Linked DNA regions of Mus musculus: region 1 is linked to region 2. Evidence: chromatin contacts called from public promoter capture Hi-C data. All regions are on one chromosome and are shown on one strand. The core of a region is the stretch at or near the end of the contact, and the rest is flanking DNA. Distances in the headings are between cores, read along the strand shown.

The links. Capture Hi-C pulls out chosen DNA fragments and counts their contacts.
Region 1: a contact with region 2 is called in a promoter capture Hi-C map of liver. The contact joins two enhancer-like sites. A contact is called at or near these places in 1 of 484 Hi-C or Micro-C datasets (nephron progenitors) and 2 of 9 other capture datasets (adipose tissue and liver).

What each region holds. Positions count from the first base shown.
Region 1 is chr13:111,595,861-111,600,524 of GRCm38.p6, reverse strand. The region is part of intron 2 of Gm15286 (a long non-coding RNA gene); the gene reads right to left. Among named protein-coding and RNA genes, the nearest start is that of Gm15286, 18 kb to the right of the region's middle. Within about 2 kb of position 2,269, at least 10 of the 459 cell types and tissues checked have an H3K27ac peak or open chromatin away from gene starts, as enhancers often do. A contact at or near this core is called in liver, where this site is marked.
Region 2 is chr13:111,453,786-111,459,033 of GRCm38.p6, reverse strand. All of the region lies in intron 3 of Gpbp1 (GC-rich promoter binding protein 1), which reads left to right. Among named protein-coding and RNA genes, the nearest start is that of Gpbp1, 34 kb to the left of the region's middle. Within about 2 kb of position 2,078, at least 9 of the 459 cell types and tissues checked have an H3K27ac peak or open chromatin away from gene starts, as enhancers often do. A contact at or near this core is called in liver, where this site is marked.

The sequences.
Region 1 (4,664 bases), core at 1,020-3,519, 140 kb before region 2:
CAAAGCCAACGTAGGCTATGTAACAAGACCCTGGCTGTCCTGCTGAGGACTTTGCGAGTGAAACTGCATTTGTCACAAGATGATTCCCAGCTACCAGGCTTTGATATTATTTTTTTACCTCCCAAGAGAAATACTTCAGCTAGACAATAACGATGAATATCAAAATAAAAAACTGGCCACTGGGAGGGCAAGAGGGCTCATCAGCTAAAACTGCTTGCTGCACAAGCCTAGAGACCAGAGTTCAAATCCCTGGTCCATGGTGAAAGGAGAGAACCAATTCCTGAAAGTTGTCTTCTAATCTCCACTTTTGGGCTCTCTCTCTCTCTCCACACCTGCATGTGCAAAATGTAAATATAAATAAATACTGACAATTTATAGCCACAAGCAAGGGGAAGGCTCAGGTTGGATAAAGCAGTCTAGAAGCTGAACACATCATCCTGCTCCTGAAATCCCAATGCTACTGAGGCAGAGGCAGAGAGGCAGAGAGGCAGAGAGGCAGAGAGGCAGAGAGGCAGAGAGGCAGAGAGGCAGAGAGGCAGAGGCAGGAAGGATCTAACATTTGAGGCAACCCTCGCCTACACGGCAGAAATATCATCTCACACAAAAAGAAGCAGAAAGACCCTTTGGCGAACTTGAATCAGCTATTCTCCTTTCACTGGGGAAAGGAATAACTGCTACCCAGAGGCCAGTAGACAACCCCTCAAGCCAGCACACACTGATTAATCTGAGATTATTGACTACTGTGGTTAAATTGCCGAAGAATCAAATCCAGATTATTGTGTCATTTTCCAAATCACGCTTCCTGGACTTTAAACCTGCCCTGGTTTAAAAATGAGACTGTGTTTTTGAGAGGCCCAAGGTGGACAGCCTTCCTGCCCCTAGAAGTGCTATTTCAGGGGAGCTGGGGTGATCACTCCTAGTTGTCCCTTAGTCCTTGTCCTCAACATTCAAATCAAAATGTTAGATTTTGGAGATCTTTTTGAGTTAGCTTCAAAAAAAGGGACTGCAAACTAAGGAGGAGTAGGGGTAATGTGAGGTACTCTTGCTCCCTAAGTCAGCTGGCAGAAACCACTGGTAGGGCAACTGTAGGACCTGGTGAATTTAAGATTTTGAAGACCTACAGGGACAAAAAAAAATGGAGAAAAGATGAGGGAAAGGAGGTTCAGTGACCGGCCCAAATTGGGATCCATCTCGAGGGGAGGCTCCAAGGCCTGACACTATTACTGATGCTATCTAGACAGGAGCCTCGCATGGCTGCCCTCCGAGAGGCCCAACAAGCAGCTGAAAGAGTCAAATGCAGATACTTACATCCATACAATGGACAGAAACAGGGGACCCCTGTGGTTGAATTGGGGAAAAGCTGGAAGAATCTAAGTAGGAGGGTGCCCGCATGGGAAGACCAGCAGTCTCAACTAACCTGGACCCCTGAGATCTCTCAGACACTGAGCCACCAACAAGGCAGCATACACCAGCTGATATAAGGCTGCAGACACACATACAGCAGAGGCTGCTGGGTCTGAGTGGCTTCAGTGAGAGAAGAAATAATCAATCCTCAAGAGACTTGGGGCCGAGGGAGTAGGGAGGTCTGGGGGAAGAAATGGAATAAGGAACAGTCAGAGGGTAGATCAGGAGGAGGGATAACAATTGGACTATAAACAAAGATTAAATAATAATAAAAAATATTTTATAGATCCCAGTAGGAGGGTCCCTCCCTCCTTGCCTTCCCTCCCTCCTTCCCCTTCTCTTTTCTCCATCCTTTCCTCCCTCTTTCTCCTCCTTCCTTCCCTCTCTCAGTCCCTCCTTCCTTTCTTCCTTCCCTCCCCTCCCTTCTTTCCCTCCCTCCCCCTTCCTCCTTTCCTCCCTCCCTCCTCCTTCTCTCTTCCTCACTCTGAAGCCCCAGTTGGCACAGCCCTCTTGCCTCTGCCCTGCCTTCCAATGTGTGATTCAGTTATGCACCACCATGGCCAGCTTTTGCTATACTTGTTTTGATGTTGTTATTGTTTAATTGTTGGTATTTGGGTCTCACTCAGTGGCTCAGGCTGGCCTTGAACCCAGGGCAATCCGCCCTGGTTCTTTCTCTGTGATATTTGTCAGTGGCCCAAGTGCTTTGAGCCTGCATAGGTTAAGTCTCCAGCATCCTTGGTCTGGGTTGGCTTGATAGGCAGTGACCTTTACTCCAGATCAACTTTGTCCTCCCCGCGGCACACCTGGGACCTTTGTTCCGTCCAGACTCCACCTCTGATACTGAATTCCAGAAAGTTGCTCCCTGACAACAGCCTTCCACAACTCCCAAACATGAGTCCTCCACTTGGCCTTTGAGCCACCAGAGTTCACCACCCACTGGGCAACTGCCCGAGGTCTCCTCTAACTACCCCGTTTCTGTCTCTATTGTGAACCCGTCTCAGTGCCACCACAGGTTTGCCTGTGCTTTTGCTCTGGCAGGCTCTTATGTAGCCTGCGATGGCCTATAGCTCCTGATCCTACTGCTGTAACCCGGACTGTCTTGCCACTGACTTGAGTCTTGGCCCCTCTGGCTCCCATCTCACCCCAGCTCCATCCCTCCATTTATTTTCTGTCCCTGCTCTCCCACTGCTTGAAGATTACTGAGAAATCATGTAACTGTAGATTGGTTGGGATGGCGTTTACCTACCGTGTACAAAGCCCCAGTTTTAACCCCGAGTATCATATAGACTGTGAGTTGTGATATCTGCTTATAAGCCCAGCTCCTGAGAGGTGGGTACAGAAAGATGAGAAATTCAAAGTCATTCTTGGCTATAAAGTGAGTTATAGGCTAGCCTGGACTACATGAGATACTGTCCCAAAAATAAAAGTGGGTGCTGGGGAGATGGTTCAGTTGGAACATGTTTGTTGCTCAAACATGAGGAGCTGAGTTCAGATTCCTAGCATCCATATTAGAAAGGAAGCCTAGTGGGTTGTGCCTATAATGCCAGGACTGGAGAAGCAGAAACAAGGGGATTCCTAGGATTTGCTGACCAGTCAGTCGGGCTGAAGAGGGACGTTCTCGTTCAGTGGAAGAAAGAACCTGACTCACAAAAAGATGGTAGAGAATGAAAGGAAGATACTCAGCATCAGCTCTGCTCTACACACACACACACACCATACATGTGTATAAGTACCTGCACACAAACGCACACACATAAACATACATGATTGTACTCACACATACACACACACAACATACATGTGTACAAGTACCTGCACACAAACGCACACACATAAACATATATGATTGTACTCACACATACACACACACAACATACATGTGTACAAGTACCTGCACACAAACGCACACATATAAACATACATGATTGTACTCACACATACACACACAACATACATGTGTACAAGTACCTGCACACAAACACACACACATAAACATACATGATTGTACTCACACATACACACACACAACATACATGTGTACAAGTACCTGCACACAAACGCACACACATAAACATACATGATTGTACTCACACATACACACACACAACATACATGTGTACAAGTACCTGCACACAAATGCACACAAATAAACATACATGATTGTACTCACACATACACACACACAACATACATGTGTACAAGTACCTGCACACAAACACACACACATAAACATACATGATTGTACTCACACACACACACAACATACATGTGTACAAGTACCTGCACACAAATGCACACATATAAACATACATGATTGTACTCACACATACACACACACAACATACATGTGTACAAGTACCTGCACACAAACGCACACACATAAACATACATGATTGTACTCACACGTATACACACACACGCACAACATACATGTGTACAAGTACCTGCACACAAACGCACACACATAAACATACATGATTGTACTCATACACATACACACCAACATACACGTGCATAAGTACCTGCATACAAACATGCACACATAAACATACATGATTGTACTCATGCACAAACACACACACACACTGTCTCTGCCTTCCATTTTTATTCCTCAAAGTTCCATAGTCTTTTGGTAAATGTCTTGCTGGATTGTTCCTTCTTCCTCGTGGAAGCTTCCATTGCCAACGCCCTACTCTGGTGACCCCTCCCAACTCGGGAAAGGATGCTGGTGGCACCACAGGTGTAGACAGGCAGGACTATGGAATGCTGGCTTCATATGCACCATTCCCTGCAGTGCAGACAGGAAACTGCAGAAAGAAACCACCAAAGAACAGTGGCCAACCATGGCCAAGCATTGTGGCACACTTGGGAAGCACAGGCAGGTGTTTCTCTGAGTTTGAGGCCAGCCTGGTCAACAAAGTGAGTTCCAGGACAGCCAGGGCTACACAGAGAAACCCTGTCTCAAAAACCCAAAAACTATTAAAAAAAAAAAAAAAAAGACTATCTCAGAAATTAGTTATTAGTTAAATAAATAAGCAGCCAGAAAGGAACACTTGCAGTGTTGAGACATCAGGGAATGGAAGCCTTCGATTTGCATGCCCATGGAGCAGAACATTCTATAATTGGCCTGAAGAAAGACACTTGTGTCTCTTCCTTTGGCTACCAGACAATTGAAGCCTAAGAAACTGGGATTTCCCTAGGAATCTCATACTAGGAGAAGGTAAAGGCTGGAGCCTGGCGCTGGTCCCAAGCGGAACTGT
Region 2 (5,248 bases), core at 829-3,328:
CTCTTAACCACTGAGCCATCTCTCCAGCCCTTTTAGTGTGTTTTAAGTTAAATTATTTTTCATTCTTTACAAATCTCTCTAGATATAGTACCTTAGTGTATTTTAAGTAGTTTTTCTTTTAAAGATTTATTTATTTATTATATGTAAGTACACTGTAGATATCTTCAGACACTCCAGAAGAGGGAGTCAGATCTCATTATGGATGGTTGTGAGCCACCATGTGGTTGCTGGGATTAGAACTCAGGACCTTCGGAAGAGCAGTTGATGCTCTTAACCACTGAGCCACCCCTACAGCCCAAGTTTTTTTTTTTTTTTTTTAAGGTTTTAGTAGTAATAATGTATCTCATGTTAGTCTTCTATCTAGCATTCTTGCTTAATCCATACTTTGTGGGTATTGCTGGTGTTGGTATTGTTTTTTCTTCTTTATTGTGACTGGATATTGAATCCAGGGCCTATCAAATGCAAGTGCTCTACCACTAGTAACCCTATGCCCTAGTCCATCTTGAATTTTTTTTTTTTAAAGATTTTTTTAAAAATTTATTTATTACATGTAAGTATGTAAGTACACTGTAGCTATCCTCAGATACTCCAGAAGAGGGAGTCAGATCTCATTACGGATGGTTGTAAGCCACCATGTGGTTGCTGGGATTTGAACTTCGGGCTTTCGGAAGAGCAGTCGGGTGCTCTTACCCACTGAGCCATCTCACCAGCCCCATCTTGAATTTTTTATATAGGCAATCATTTTTGAATACTAACTTTTTGTGTCTTTTTACAGTTTTGTTTCTTATTTGTATTTTACTGCACTGGCAATTTTTCAGGAGACTTTGAAAAGTCTTGCATTGTATCTTTTTTTTGCAAGCAAATAAACATATATTCTACTGTTTTGGGATGTTAGGTAGGAGACAAGTATATGACTAGTGACTTAGCAAACAGTAAAACTGAAACAGGCACTGGTTTGTCTTGCTTCCTGAGGTCTTTGGAGGTTTACAACAGGAAGGAGGGGCCTAGGAAGGTACTTCCTTTGCATCTAGTCTATAGAATCATCTACATTTATGGTAAACCTGTTTTTGCCAGGTGGTGATAGTCAACACTTTGAATCCCAGTACTTTGTGGGTAGAGACAAGCAGTTCTCTGTGAGTTTGAGGCCAGCCTGGTCTACAAAGCCAGTTCAGGACAGCCAGGGATACATAGAGGAAACCCTGTGAGCTAAAGGGATCTGCAACCCTATAGGTGGAACAACATCATGAACTAACCAGTACCGCGGAGCTCTTGACTCTAGCTGCATATGTATCAAAAGATGGCCTACTCGGCCATCACTGAAAAGAGAGGCCCATTGGACACGCAAACTTTATATGCCCCAGTACAGGGGAACGCCAGGGCCAAAAAGGGGGAGTGGGTGGGTAGGGGAGTGGGGGTGGGTGGGTATGGGGGACTTTTGGTATAGCATTGGAAATGTAAATGAGCTAAATACCTAATAAAAAATGGAAAAAAAAAAAAGAAAACCAAAAAAAAAAAAAAAAAAACCAAAAACTCCAAACATAAAACCTTACTCTTTGTTTCAGAGGAGGTTGCTATTTGATGTTCATTCATGCAAGCATGACTGTAAGAGATGGTCCATGGGAAAAGTAATAGTGGTATTGGTATTAAAAAAAAATTGGATGGGGGATGCACAGGATGGGTACATAGTAGATTTCCTCTCCCAACTACCTACTTATCAGTCCTTACACACTCTTTGCTGAACCTGACTTTTCATGTGATGTTTTAGTTTTGTCAAATACTGATCAATGGCTGGAACCATTTAATTTGTCTGGTACAACATGTAATTATTATTCCTAGCAGCTCAGGAGGTGGCCAGAATTCACCAAGCTGTGGAAAAGTGCTGGATGATGGAGCTGTGTAGGTGATATACTTTCTTTTTCTGGACAGACAAGATAGGCAGCTTAAAGTAACCTAATATTAGGTGTTACTGTTGCACAATATAACCAAACCCAAAAGTTGGATCTAGACAAGCCTATGGAGGGAAGCTAGAGAGAGAAGGGTTAAGAGATTGATTCCAGACCGGGCAGTGGTGGCATATGCCTGTAATCCCAGCAGTTGGGAGTCAGAAGCAGGTCGATTGAGGCCAGCCTGGTTTCTACAGAGTGAGTTCCAGGACAGCCAGGACTGTTGGGAGAGGAAATCTACCATGTACCCACCCTGTACACAGAGAAACCCTGTCTTGGAAAAAAAAAAAAGAAAGAAAAGAAAAAAGATTAATTCCAACATGCAAATACTGTACTTAATGAACATTTGTCACTCCAGTTTTGAGGTTGTTTTGTTAATGATAGGTTAAGTGTCCAATAGGTTTTTCTTCTGTTTAGAATGGGCTCTGGTATAAAATGATTAAGACCTTGTATTTTGGTGTACACTCAGCAAAGAGTGTACAGACTCTTTGGACCCATGGTAGATTGACCCTCACAATAACTGTGACAAATAGCACATAGCTAAATGTAACTGGTGATGTTAAATGTCAAGTGGACAAGCAGTACCAGCTCCTCTTTTCATCCATGCCAGATTTTTAGTTAAGGTGCTTTTAAACAGTCACAAGTAGGTAATCTTGAGCTTGATAAAATGCTTTTTTCCTCCTTTCACAGAGATGATATCCTGCCCTGCTCCCCACCCCCACCCTTCAGCAGCTATTTGAGGGGCAAGGCTCAGCACTCCAGGGGCAGAGGGGCAGGGGTGGGGAAAGGGGCAAGGAGTTTCAGGCCAGCCTGGTTGAGTTCTGGGACATCCAGAGCTACATAATAGACTGTTTTAAAGCAAAGGACCTAACTAAAATGTTGAATATAACTGAGTTTGGTGTACAACTGTTATCTGAAGGATAAGACAAGGCATAGGGATTTCCAGGAGATTCAGGCCAGCGTGGACAATAGAGCATGACTCTGAAGCATGGCTCTTGTAAGGAGTGGAGTATTGCTGAATGCTGCCTTCCATGCATGGCATGGCTGTTCACTCTTGATTTCATAGCAATTGTGAAACACAAGATTTTGCCTGCTCTCCTGGTGTTAGGAATGGGAGGGACTAAACAAATTCTCTCTCACCCCTTCCCTAGAATGTATAGGTAGCCAGTGGTTGCTGATAGAGCAAACATTTTCTTCACTGATGTAGCACTGTTAAGATGCCCATGCTGCTGTAAAAAGCCACCACTCTTGCTCATAAGAAGCTAAGAAACCTTAATGAAATGCATTGGGTCACCAGAAAAATGACAGAAAAAGGTAGAAAGGGGGATTAGCAGGAGTAGGAGACGAGAGAGATGGGCATAAGTACGATCAAAATGTAAGTGCCAATAGCTCTGTGTATCCAATAGCATTGAATAGGTTTTTTTTTTGAGACAGGGTCTTTCTTTCTGTAGCCACTACTGTCTAGCACTCAGATCCCTCTGCCTTGCTCTAGTACTGGGATTACAGGCCTATACTGTGTTATTTATAGGTTTTTTTCCCTTTCTCTCTCTCTCTCTCTCTCTCTCTCTCTCTCTCTCTCTCTCTCTCTCTCTCAATGTCTGGCTTTATATGTCTGTGTGAGGGTGTCAGATTTTGGAATTACAGACAGCTTTTGAGCTGCCATGTGGGTACTGAGGATTGAACCTAGGTTCTCTGGTAAAGCACTCAATGTCCTTCCTTATTCCCCAAGCTATCTCTCTCTCCAACCTCTATTATAGGCATTGATATATAATGTCAGATAATTTTTGTTGGAAAGTCATGATAGAGGATTTTATTGATGATTGTTAAGTGTTCTGGTGGTTTTTATTTTCACTTTGCTTTAGTAGTATATTAAGGGTATATTAAGGAAATTGAGTAGTTCTGTATTTATTTAAAGATAGTACATAAGGATTGGGATGTAGCTCAGTTGGTAGATAGAGTACTTGCTTAGCATTCATGATGTTCTGGTTCAGTTCCCAGTACCAGATAGACAGGGCATTGGTGATATACCCCTGTAGTTTTAGTGGAGACCTTCAGGCTTCACTCAGGTGGTCTGGGATGGGGTATCATGGGACCTTCCATATATGTAAGCACAGAGTTATGATGTCCCTGTGACTCTTCAAAAGGTTTTGTTATCTTCTTTATCCTCATTAATCTGAGGAAAACAAAAGAGATGTTTGGGATTTCATTGTGTCAGTCTGTACAGCCAATTTAGGATAAACTTTTCCTAAATGACTAAGGTATCTATCTATGTGGGTAGTTGAGCAGAGATGAATTCAAGGGTAAGGGCAGCAAAGGAGTGGATACTGTGAAGGAAGAGATGCAAAGCCTCTTGCCCTGCTTAATTACCTTTTAGGATGGATGTCTGCAAGGCCAAGTAGGAGTTTTGCTTTTAGCAAAAGATTTCAAGTCATTAGTAAGTCTATGGAGCCATTATAACTCACATGTCAGAGGTTTTGATGGTCTCAAGTTAATGACTTTTAAATCGTTTAAAATTAAGGTTTACTTACATTTTTCTTCCTTAGATATTATTTTTTTCAGTCTTTCTTCATTTCTCCAGATCTAGACAAGTATGAGCTTCTTGTTTTGTTTGTTCATGAATTTTACATCTTTTTAAAGAAGCTCCCTTGTCTTAAGGCCAGCATAACCTTTTAGGCTTCTTGGCCCACTAAGGATACATATTGAGACTTTGTCTTGAAAGAGAAGAAAAGAAGAAAGAAGGGGAAAGGGAGAAAGGGAAAGGAAAGCAAAGAAAGACAAGCAGACACTACTATATCTAGCTTGCATTTCTGATGATGTATAAATCTCCATTAACATCAGAAGTTTTTGAAGTTGGGAATTTTGATTGTGATTATATCATTTATATATATTTTAAGTAACAATTATAAGTAGCATGTACTTTTATAGTTGTAATTTTTGTAATAGTTTTTCTGTGTTTTTTTCCTCCTCTTTTTGTACTTACTACTTTATGAAGAGTCTAGGAAAATTCCGAATGTTTCACACTTAACAACAATTTTTATTTTACTTGTTCCTCCTCCTTTTACTTTTTTCTCCTGGTTTTGGTTTTGGTTTTGATTTTTCAAGACAGGGTTTCTCTGTGTAGCCATGGCTGCCTGGAACTATCTCTATAGGCCTTGAACTCACAAAGATCACCTGCCTCTGCCTCTGCTGGGAGTAAAGGTGTGTGCCACCATACCTAGCTGACAATTTCTCTTGCTGTGGAATAAAACAGAATGAAAAGGTTTATATCAAGTAGAATGTAGTACAGATTATTATACTATGTTACA